2 separate regions of the Pan troglodytes genome follow, and region 1 is linked to region 2. A link is a contact called in public Hi-C data. All regions are on one chromosome and are shown on one strand. Each heading gives the region's core, a stretch centred on a gene start, on an enhancer-like site or on the middle of the called end of the contact. The rest is flanking DNA. Distances are from core to core; before and after follow the strand shown. Region 1 holds the start of PLEKHG1 (pleckstrin homology and RhoGEF domain containing G1). Region 2 has its middle 49 kb from the start of IYD.

Region 1 (5,646 bases), core at 1,359-3,858, 180 kb after region 2:
TAAAGTCCCTCTTTTATAAATACTTGAACTGGGTTCTGTTCCCTTTGTTTGACATTGACTGATAGAGCAGTATTAGAAAGACCACTCGCCAAAAGAATTTTCCCAATACCGGATGCACCATTAGAAAGCCATTCCATTGGGTCCTTTTCCTTAAAGTGGAAGAGTAGACTCTTACTAACAGAATGCTACAGCATCTTCACAACTCTTATGTTGTCCGTTCATCCATCCAACAATCCACACACTGAATATTGTATACCTATTGTGTGTTAGGAGCTGAACTAAGTGCTGGACACACAAACCAGACCCACAATGTGTCAGGCCAGGTGATTTCAAGGAGCTCAAATTCTAAAGATCTAAAGGGCAGAGTTCATTTGCCTGGAAATCAGGAATGATCACAGGACTTAGGTGCTTAGTGCTGTACTTGGCATACAGTCTCAACAAAAGAAATTTCTTGTTCCTGTTTCCACTTTCTACCTCCCACCTCATTAATAAACTGAGGTGAAGTGAGCGGGCTGGCCAGGAAATATTATAACCATCCCATAAGCACAGTACCAAATTCAGAAGAGCTATCTGCCTAAGGGTGAGTGCTCTTGAGCAGCAGCATCTGCAGCTGATCCAGTCTTTTCATCAGATCATAGTGCTTCATCCACAGCTTCATTCGAAGCACTTGTGCTAAGAAATGCATAACTGAGGCCAGGCATGGTGGCTCACTCCTGTAATCCCAGTGTTTTGGGAGGCAGAGGCTGGAGGATTGCCTGAGGCCAGAAGTTCGAGGCCAGCCTGGGTAACATAGCGTGACCCCGGTCTCTACAAAAAAAAAAAAATGGTAAGTAAGCCCGGCATGGTGGTGCATACCTGTAGTTCCAGCAACCCAGGAGGCTGAGGCCAGAGGATTTCTTGAGCCCAGGAGTTCCAGGCTACAATGAGCTATGATTGGTGCCACCGCACTCCAGCCTGGGTAACAGCGAGATCCCATCTCAATCAATCAATCAATAAAAGAGGAGACAGCAGAGAACAGGAATCCCCAATTCTCCTCCCTTCCTTTCCAAGTTGTCGGAAACCCTTATCTCTCAGCCACAGACACACTCATCAATGAGCTTCTTTGAATCCTAGATGCTTTGAGTGTCAAATAAAGGCTGGCACCTACCTCACAGGGTTGATGGAAACCATTAATGTGGTACTATTTCACAAACATACTGCACACTTCTAACACAAATCACAACATAGAGAGATGGGGTAACAGGCATGATTTTGTGTGAGCTCCAGAAGCTGGGCAGGGTCTTAATTAAGCTCAGTTTCCTGTCTGTGAAAGGCAACTAGCACCTGTCCTGTCAAGCTCACAAGGTTATTGCAAGGCCAACTGAAACAATGCTTTGAAGATGGCAAATGTCTGTTTTAGTCCCATTGCAAATCTACTGTGGTAAATGTATTCCAAGCATAACCAAGTCCCATAGTTTTAGGTAATACAAGTCAGTTGTGGAGACTCAAATAAATTATAAAACAGAACATAAACTCCACGTGGTAGAGAACTGTGATGCTGTGCGGCCTTACTGCACAAACCTTGTTTTGTTCCCAGTCTTTATTATAATTTCCATAATCATGTATATGCATAAAAGCAGATAAAAGGCAAAAATCAACAAGAATAGCTAACATTTATTCAGGCTGTAGAGCATGTGCCAGACAGTCTCCTAAGCCCTTCACGCACATTCTCTTATTTAAATCACATACAGCAACTCTAGGAGGTAGGCACTATCATCATCATCATCATCATGATCTCCATTTTACAGATGAGGAAACAGACAGAACACAGGTTAAAGCGTTCTCTCAAGGCCACACAGCTAGCAAGTGGTAAGGCTGAAGGTCTGTTAACAACTAAGAGTGCAATCAAATCCACCACCAAACCTAAGGGGGTCCACAGGCGACCCTGATACGTCCGACTTTGGCGGGAGATTAGTGTTAAGAAATGACTTCACATGCCTTTCACTGTCGCTGCAGGCACCTTTGATTGGAGTCATAACTTTACTGCAGAGCCGGTGCCTTTAAACATCTTTCTGGCTGTCACCGGTTATTCTTTACCTCCGTTTCCACTTTTACTTTCTCTAGGCAAAGGTCGTTTGGTGCTTTAACCGAGGTGATTAGGGTAATGACGCCTGAAGAACACCGGGCTTCCCCCTCTTTTCACTTGATTACCGGCAAAGCTTCTATGTAAAACTAGAATGTTCACTAAAACCATGATTTTGGGTATTATTTTAAAGGACTCACATAGGAAATTATTACGTCCAAAGGAAAGCTAAACCTGAAGAGCTCGGAAAATGAAGAAAAGTGATGTGTCTGCGAAAACAGTAGCAGAATTTTTTTTAAAAAAAAAACTTTATTCCCCCCGAAGCTGTAATTTGACTGTTCTCTTTGGCAAGGCTCCAGAGACAAGGCCAAGTGCCTAATTTCTCTTTCTCTTCGCCCCCCTCCTCTCCACCTTTTTCGCCCTCAGGGAAGAGGGGAGGCGGGACGAGCGATCCGCTGCTCCGGCCGCCGAAGCTGGCGTCTGGGCGCGGGGAGGGGCGGGCCGGGGCGCGGCCGAGCAGTGGGGCCGAGCCCGAGGAAGAGGAAGTCGGAGCCCGAGCCCGAGCCCGAGCCCGAGCCTGACGGCGGCTGCAGGGCGCTCCGGCAGCCCGAGCCGGCGCAGCGCAGCCCGCACCCTCCCCGCCCGACCTGCGAGCGCCGCCCGGGCATGCGAAGCCGCCCCTCCCCGGGTAAGCGCCGGTCGGGCCCGGACGCCCCGGGGACTTTTCCAGGGATGGGAGGGGGGACCCGGGGACCTCCGGTGGGAGCCCCACATCCGCAGGTGGGGCCGGGCGGAGCGTGGTACCCGGGCCCCGCCGGCCCCCTGCGCGCCCCTCCGCAGTGGGGACGGAGGGCCTTGGGGGGCGCCGAGCGGTGGGGACAGAGGGCGCCGGGGGCACCGCGCGGTGGGGACGGAGGGCGCTGGGGGGCGCCGCGTCTCGGGGGTCGGAGTCGGGTAGGGGATGCTGCCCGCCGCCGCCCCGCTTGGGGTTCCGCGCCCCCAAGTTCCCGGTGCTCCCGCCCCTCGCCCCAGCGGCTGCAACATCAGCGCGCAGAGGAGTTTCTGCGAGCACCCGGGAGTTGTAGCCACCGCTTCCCCACCCCCGACTCAGCAGGACAGCCCCAGAACGGGACCCCACAGCCAGCCAGCTGGGTCAGCTCCCCAGCAGCGAAGCCGGGAGCCCGAGGACCCGGGGACGCGCGGTGGGGGCGGCGGCCGAGCTGCTGCGGCGCTCAGGGCTTGGGGGCGCCCCCGTTCTGCAGACGCGCTTTTCAGGGGGTGGGGAGTCAAGAGCCTGTGGCTCTTCCGTCACGGGGTAAACGGTAACACCTGGGCGGCCGCGACTCTGCGAGCGTTCTGGCCTCGGCGGGCGGCGGGGATCCGCAGTGATGCCCGAGCTCGCCCCTTTTGTGTCCTCGCGGTGAGCCCCGTTCCGAAGCCGGAAGCTTGGGGACGCTCTAACTGGGAGAACGGCGCTCGGCTGGTCAATTCATTCCGCTCCTCGGAAACAATGAGCTGGATCCTTGACTTGAATGTGCTGGCGGAGCGGGGTTTGTAAGCCGGCGTTTCATCCAGCTCTGGTCCTCAAGGCGCCCTTTGTACCACCCGCAGGTGGCCGAGGCTACTGCACGTATTTTCGAAATCACCGAGTGTGGGTGTTTGGGGCAGGTATCACCCCGCGAGGACCATCTCAGACTGAGAGTTGGTTTAGGAGTTTTGAACAGATTGGATGCAGAACTATATTGTGTTTTGTATTTAGACCGGGGGAAAGACTAGAATGTTAACTCTAGGTCCAGTTTGTCATCTAACAGAATTCCGGGCTTGAGTAGGTCCTGTAATGCGGTACAATAACAACCAGGTGTTAAAACCGGCATCTTCTGGATTCTCAGATTCTGTAGACAGCATACTTCTAAAAAATGTAGAGATTTTGGATTTTGATTAAATTGCTGTTAAAAACATTTCCAAACCCATCATTTCAGGAGATCAGAAAATTTTCGAACTTTAATTTTGCCCTGTGGGACCCTGGGCAAGATACTTGCCTCTGGTCGTCTTGGCTGCCTCCCTTATAAAGCAGTGCACACGAACCAGATAGCTTCTACGGCCTCCTGCTCATTCCTCATCCCCCTCCCAAACCCCTACCCCCTGTAATTTGGTCTACAATATTTAAGACAGAGAGAAAAGTAACGGGTTGATGTTTGACTCTCTCAGCATTTTGAGTCTGGCTTCCCAATTCCTGACTTGACTTTTTGTCTCATTTGAGGTCCCAATTCTAAGCCACCAAACCACCTGACTAAAGAAACTTTTTTCTTCAGAGTGCTCCCACCTCCCTGGCTTCATCCTCAAATAGGTCATCAGTAGCAGTCCACAGTCAACAGCAATGGCTGCACGACCTTCCCCATCCTTGTGTAGCAGCCCCCCAAGTCCTCTGCTAAAGGGCAAAGCAAAGTGAGAAACAGTTACCTGGCAATCAGATGCCAGATAACTGCCCCGATTCTGCTTGTCCTTGGTGGCATTTTCCTGCTTCCTCTACCCTAAATGGGCACCCTGAATTAGGGGCACCAGCTTCCTTCAGTGCCTTTAATATAGATTACTGTCACCGAATACAGGCTTAAATATTTCAGTGGGGGATTCAGGCTGTAGTTCAAAGAGGTTAAATGATCATTTTTAAAACAATAGGAAGTGGCAACATATTTTTTCAAAACCAAGAATAACCAGTCCTATGTTGTGTTCCCCCTTTGCGGATATGATTTTTCAGTGATTTAATTAAGATCAAATGGTTCATAGTCTGTCCCATAAATATGGGAAATGCTTGAGTAGCACTAAATCTCTTGAGCCCTTCGTCAACCAAAAGCAATTCCTGAAGCTATTATCTTAATGGCGGCCGTTCACTTTTTTGCAGATTTCTTTTCCTCTCCACTCCTTTCATTGCTGGTGGTTGGTCTTTCAAGCAGTTGTCATCTTTTAATCCTCCTGCAGCATGATTAGGTCCCTGGAATATTAAACCCAGAAGGGCTCTTGGATGACCTAGTCCAGCCCTACATCTTAAAGATTTAGGAAGTCTGGTTAAGATCCAGTGATCTAGAATTAGCCTACTTGTGTGATGCTCACATCTACGTCTCTGTAGCTTTGAGACCTTCACTTCTTTAAGGAAATTACTTAGATATGGATTATTTCATAACCAGGAAAAGTAAAAATCATAGTTGGTGTCTCTCGGTTTTCTCACCTTTCCTCATTTTCACACCTTTCCTCCTTTCTTCTCCGCCCTTGTCTCAAGTTATGCCAAGGATTAAATGAAATGATTCGTATCAGTGTTTGGCACATATGGTGTGCTTTGAAGATGATTGTTGTTGATAAACCAAGTCCCAGGAGTGTATGATTTTGCAGAAGTTTATACATAGCTCTGGACTGTCAGAACTGTGATTTAACCAAGGTTCTCTTCTCTCTCCCCTGCCCCTCTTGAACTGCACTGCCTAAGAAATGTTGGTTGCATGGAGACATATTTTCAATTAAATGTAATGGTTCAGTCTTTAAGAAAAAATTATAATCACTTGTCTCTTTTGACTTAGGAAAAATATGGTTTCTAA
Region 2 (5,052 bases), core at 1,999-4,498:
ACATTGTAATATCTAGAGGAAGGTGTCAGAGATGATGTAAGAATGGAAACCATGACTTTATAGAAAAGGTTAATATGTGAAGGTGGCTTCATGGAAAGAAGTATTGAGACTGAGGACATGGGAGGTGGCTTGGTATACTTTAAAATTTGTCACTTGGTTTTAAACTTTGCAGGAAGTTATAAGATGACAAATTGAAAATGTCAAGAAGGGCATTCTAGAAATTATAAATAAAATGGTAAGAAAAGAGTTTCCTGCCACTGGATAAATCGAATGAAATGATTAACTGTCAGATAAATTGTAGAGAAACTTCTTGCATCAGTGGGATGAATGAAGACAGTTCTGACTCACTCTCTCATCCTACAAACGCCCTAGTAGCAAAGTCTGTACCTGAACAGGCTGTGTAATTATTCTCCTCTGTGCTAAGTGAGACAGAAGCATGTAGTTGACTTTATTATAATGGGATCTTTTCAATCTCCAAAGGGCATTGATTTGTTTTCTAGTCTGTATTTGCATTAATTTTTGCTCTTTAAAATAAAACCAATGACCACTTTACGTCTACTAAGATGGCTATAATGGTAATATATTTTTAAACACAGAAAATAACAAGTGTTGGCAAGAATATAGAGAAATTAGAGCCCTCATACATTGCTGGTGGGAATGTAAAATGGTGCAGATGCTGCTGAAAACAACTGGACAGTTTTTCAGAGTTAAAGAATTGTCACATAGAATTCTCAACATGGAATTACCATGTAAACCAGAAATTCCACTCCTAGATATACATACCCAAGAGCATTTGAAAATATTCATGTACAAAAACTGAAAAAAAATCATGTACAAAAAAACTTGTGTAAGAATGTTCATAGCGGGATTATTTATAATAGTAAAAGTAGAAACAACACGTGTCCATCAATTAATGAATGTGTAAAGTTTGGTATACCCATACAACAGAATATCATGCAGCCATAAAAAGAAAGAAAGTACTGTGATGCTACAAGATGGACGAGCTTTGAAAACATGCTGAGTGAAAGAAGCCAGACACCAAAGGCCACATATTGTATGATTCCATTTGTGTAAGATGTCCAGAATAGGCAAATCCATAGAGATAGAAAGTACATTCGTGATTTCCAAGGGCTGGAGCAGGAAGGGAGCATTGGGAGTGATTGCTGTGGATATGGGTTTATTTTAGGAGTAATGAAAATGTTCTAAAATCAGTTTGAGGTGATGGTTACACAACTTTGTGAATATACTAAAAACCACTCGGCTGCACTCTTTTCAATGGTGAATTTTATGTAATGTAAATTATATCTCAAAATTGTGTCAATGATTTGGAATAAGTAGAATTATGTTTAAAAAATTATGGCACTTTTCCATTTCTCTAACATTTCCAAAGGTTATAGAGGGTTCCGGCCCCGCCTTGCTCCCCTCTTAGCCTAGCTGTTTTACCACTCTGTACATTGACATTTTTATAGATCTACGTGAAGTGTGCAGTTATTCAAAACAACTTGTAACATAAACTATGACTATTCCTTCCCTGGAGATCTGGAGGCTGTTTTCTAATTTTTCTTCCCTGAGTTTCTTGTGGCTCTCGTACTGTGGTTGCCATTGAGGTCCCCGCAGTTGAGAATGTGAGTGGCTCAGCAGGGAACTGCATAGAACTGGGGATACTTGCGAGCTGGGAGCAACCTTAGGTGGGCACTGGTGGCCTCCAGAACGCAGATGAGAGAGCAGGGGATTCCAGGTAGAGGAAGAGAGATCACAAGCTGGTGTGGCTGGGCTCCAACTTTAAAGCTAAAATGATCAAAGATCCCCAACATTTCAGAGCAAGAAATATGGGGAAGTCAACGTTATTGTGTGAATAACATCAGCCTTTGGTTGGTTGATGGATGGCTATTGAGTTTGGGGGTTCTTCTGTGATCTTATTAGTTGCTACAGATATTCTCAGTATCTCTTAGCACCTTGTAAACAGAGGAAAGAGAAGCCTGCATCTCCTCTCCTCAGCAGATAAACATCTGGGGACAGTGACAAAGCCCACAGACCCTGATGGTGTCTTTGATATACAGCCACAATACGCATTTTGACACCGAGTAGATGCTTTTAGATGACGAAATCAGTGGTTTGAATTGAGGCATTTGTGTGAAGTTCATGAGCTTTCATGCCATGATTGGCTTAAGTAATTCAGAACTAGCTGCGTGTGGGTGCCGTGGAAATACTCTTTCAATCTCTTTCTTATTGGGCCATTTTTGTGCAAAAGAAATTGCTGTTTTAATGGCAAAACCAGCAATTACTTTTGCACCTACCCAAGAGTTCATGGGATATTCAAAGCAATTTTCCGAACTGTATCCTCCAACTCGAGGCAGTTACTGTGAAACCACTAGATGGCACAGTCATGCTAGATGTAATCAAGACTTCAGCAGAAATGAAAAAGTGAGTCTTGCTAGATAACTTCATCAGATACTTAAGCTGTAGTTTACTTCCCCTCTCCAAAATTTTTCTACATGTTAGTAATTTATGTCTTCCAGATCGTGTAAATACAGATGTGTTAGACTTAGTCATCTAAATCAATTGTTCAGTGACTACAGCCAAACTATAAAAAATGATTACTTCTCTTTGTTTTCAGTTCAAGTATTTTTACTATTCCTTTGCCACACATTTATTTTTCATACAGTTACATCAGCGCCCTGGGTCCCTTTTCTTTTGTACGCATAGTGATAGAGAGGGAAATTACTCATCTCCAACGTCCTGGAAATTGTTTTCCAGCGCATAAATTTCCTCGCCCTCTGAAAGATGTCAATCATTTTCTTTAGCAGGGCATTAGGGAACTCCAGCTTTCCGAAAGATGTTAGGAAAGAAATGTCATGTCCCAAGACACAAAGTAAATGATTACTTTCTTTACCCAGCTTTATTTGTCATTTGTCTTAAAAAAAAAAATAGGAGAACTGTTTTATTCACAGTCAGAGGCTAAGGCAGCAAGACAAGGCACGTTAGTGAGGCTGTAAATACCACTGTGTCCACGATCACTTAACACAACGCCATCTCCCAGCGCAGCCCCAGCCCCTCTGCACCCCCCGCCCCACTGCACCCCTTAAAGCCAGAAACACTCAGGCCCCCCGAAAGTTTAGTAGGGCTGCATTTAGAACAAGTCCAGAGCCAACAAAGGAAAATAGTGGAAGACACTTAGGAGGGAGAAGAGAGAAATGAAATTTATTTAGCCCGAGGTCCCCACGCCATGAATGTGGCCAGCAGGGGGCTTCTCGTGCGGACGCTCAAAGCCGGAAGAGCCAGCAGGCACAGAAGCCCTCGTGGGAGCCGGGAGTTCCATGGCGAGGCCCCCCGCTGCTGCCCCAAGAAACGCTTGGGTTTGAGATCTCAGGAAACACGGAGAGCCCCCACTGCGATGGTGACGGCCCTGGAGTGGGTGGTGCTAAGGAAAGGGCAGCACACCCTTGAGGGCGGGAAGTGAATGGGGTGAGAGTTGGCACTGCTGGCCATGTTTTCCTCCATTTCCTTATGGGACTCAGTTTCCTCAAAGGAAGAACCAAAATGAATAAAGTCTGATATGGTTTGGCTGTGTCCCCACCCAATTCTCACCTTGAATTGTAGCTCCCATAATTCCCACATGCAGTGGGAGGGACCCCCTAGGAGGTAATTGAATTGGGAGGGTGGGCCTTTTCCGTGCTATTCTTGTGATAGTGAGTAAGTCTTATGAGATCTGATGGTTTTATGAAGGGCAGTTCCCCTCCACACGCTCTCTTGCCTGCCTCCATGTAACATGTGTCTTGGTTCCTCTTCGTCCTCTACCATGATTGTGAGGCCTCCCCAGCCACGTGGAACTGTGAGTCAATTAAACTTCTTTCCTTTATAAATTATGCAGCCTTGGGTATGTCTTTATTAGCAGCCTGAGAACAGACTAATACAGAATCTAGTTTTTTATACAAAGAGATTGAGAAACAGCCCTTGATTGTGCTGACAAGATTTTAGGAGCTGTTTATAAGCGCCCTACTGAGGACTCTGGAGATGATCCTTCATTCTAGAATTATAAGGTTAAAGTTGTTTGTTTGTTTTTTCTACTTGCCTAGTCCTTGGTGTATATAAAGAATCTTGTGGTACTTTGGTATTTATTAAGAGATAGAGAGTCTTTAATTTTTGAATACATTGGATCAATTTTTATATAGTATTGCATTTTTTATAACCCTTATTTACTTTTTATTTTAAAACCCCACCGTCTTCTCTATTCTCTTGACCCAGATGTCATGTAATAAGTTATGACATTATACATTTTCACCTTAGAGCTATGTTCTGGGGCTTGGCGCTCCTATTATTTAAAAAATGGTATCTTCTATGAGAAAACATGAATATTAAAGTAGACATGAATTTAGTTTTGTATAATTAAATTGAATCCCAGGATGGCAAAGATTTAAATATGATTTATACTTGGCATTAGTAGCAGCAAGTAATACTTGCTGCAGTAACAAAAAACCATTTCAGTGGCTTTGTACAATGAAGGTTTATTTCTCACTCTTATCACCATTCAACAGAGAGAGAGCCCCGCTCCATACCTTCATTCAGGGATCCAGGCTCTTTCAAACTGGTTGCTCTGTCATCTTCTAGTACCATGGTTCCCTCTACCAATGCTTTGCATCCTATCAACAGGTGACAAAAGAGAGGGCGAATGGATAAATCACATTCCACTCAACCGCCTCAGTCTGAAGATGACATACATAATTTCTGCTTACATCCCATTCATAAGAACTAGTCCCAAGGACCTATCTCAAGAAGAAGAGAACATGGATATTGTTGCAAAGTATTCTGGTATCTACCATACACACACGTTAAATCAAGTTTAGCCTAAAGCTGCCTCCTTACATATTCTAAATTTAGCCTAAAAGTTTCTCCCTATATGGTGAACTATACATTAAATGGAGGTATAAACAGACTGTAACCTATTTCTGTGACAATCATTGAGTTTTGGCCAATCAAAGAGGGCCAACTGTTCAAGCCATGTTCAAGTAAGGTAAATGCCAAGATGTAACCAATCCAGCTGTTTCTGCACCT

What was found. Hi-C and Micro-C count contacts between places; a contact is called where the count stands out from the background.
Region 1: a Hi-C map of stem cell-derived neural progenitor cells shows a contact between it and region 2, with 9 times the contacts expected there. The contact joins the promoter of PLEKHG1 here to the enhancer-like site in region 2. A contact is called at or near these places in 3 of 7 Hi-C or Micro-C datasets (induced pluripotent stem cells and stem cell-derived neural progenitor cells), 1 of 1 datasets of contacts at active chromatin or transcription factors (stem cell-derived excitatory neurons) and 1 of 1 other capture datasets (stem cell-derived neural stem cells).

What each region holds. Positions count from the first base shown.
Region 1 is chr5:162,549,527-162,555,172 of NHGRI_mPanTro3-v2.0_pri, forward strand. It overlaps PLEKHG1 (pleckstrin homology and RhoGEF domain containing G1), which reads left to right and starts at 2,609. Exons shown (of 15, transcript XM_063812679.1): 1 at 2,609-2,750.
Region 2 is chr5:162,366,248-162,371,299 of NHGRI_mPanTro3-v2.0_pri, forward strand. No RefSeq gene overlaps it. Among named protein-coding and RNA genes, the nearest start is that of IYD, 49 kb to the left of the region's middle. Within about 2 kb of position 3,249, at least 5 of the 24 cell types and tissues checked have an H3K27ac peak or open chromatin away from gene starts, as enhancers often do. A contact at or near this core is called in stem cell-derived neural progenitor cells and stem cell-derived neural stem cells, where this site is marked.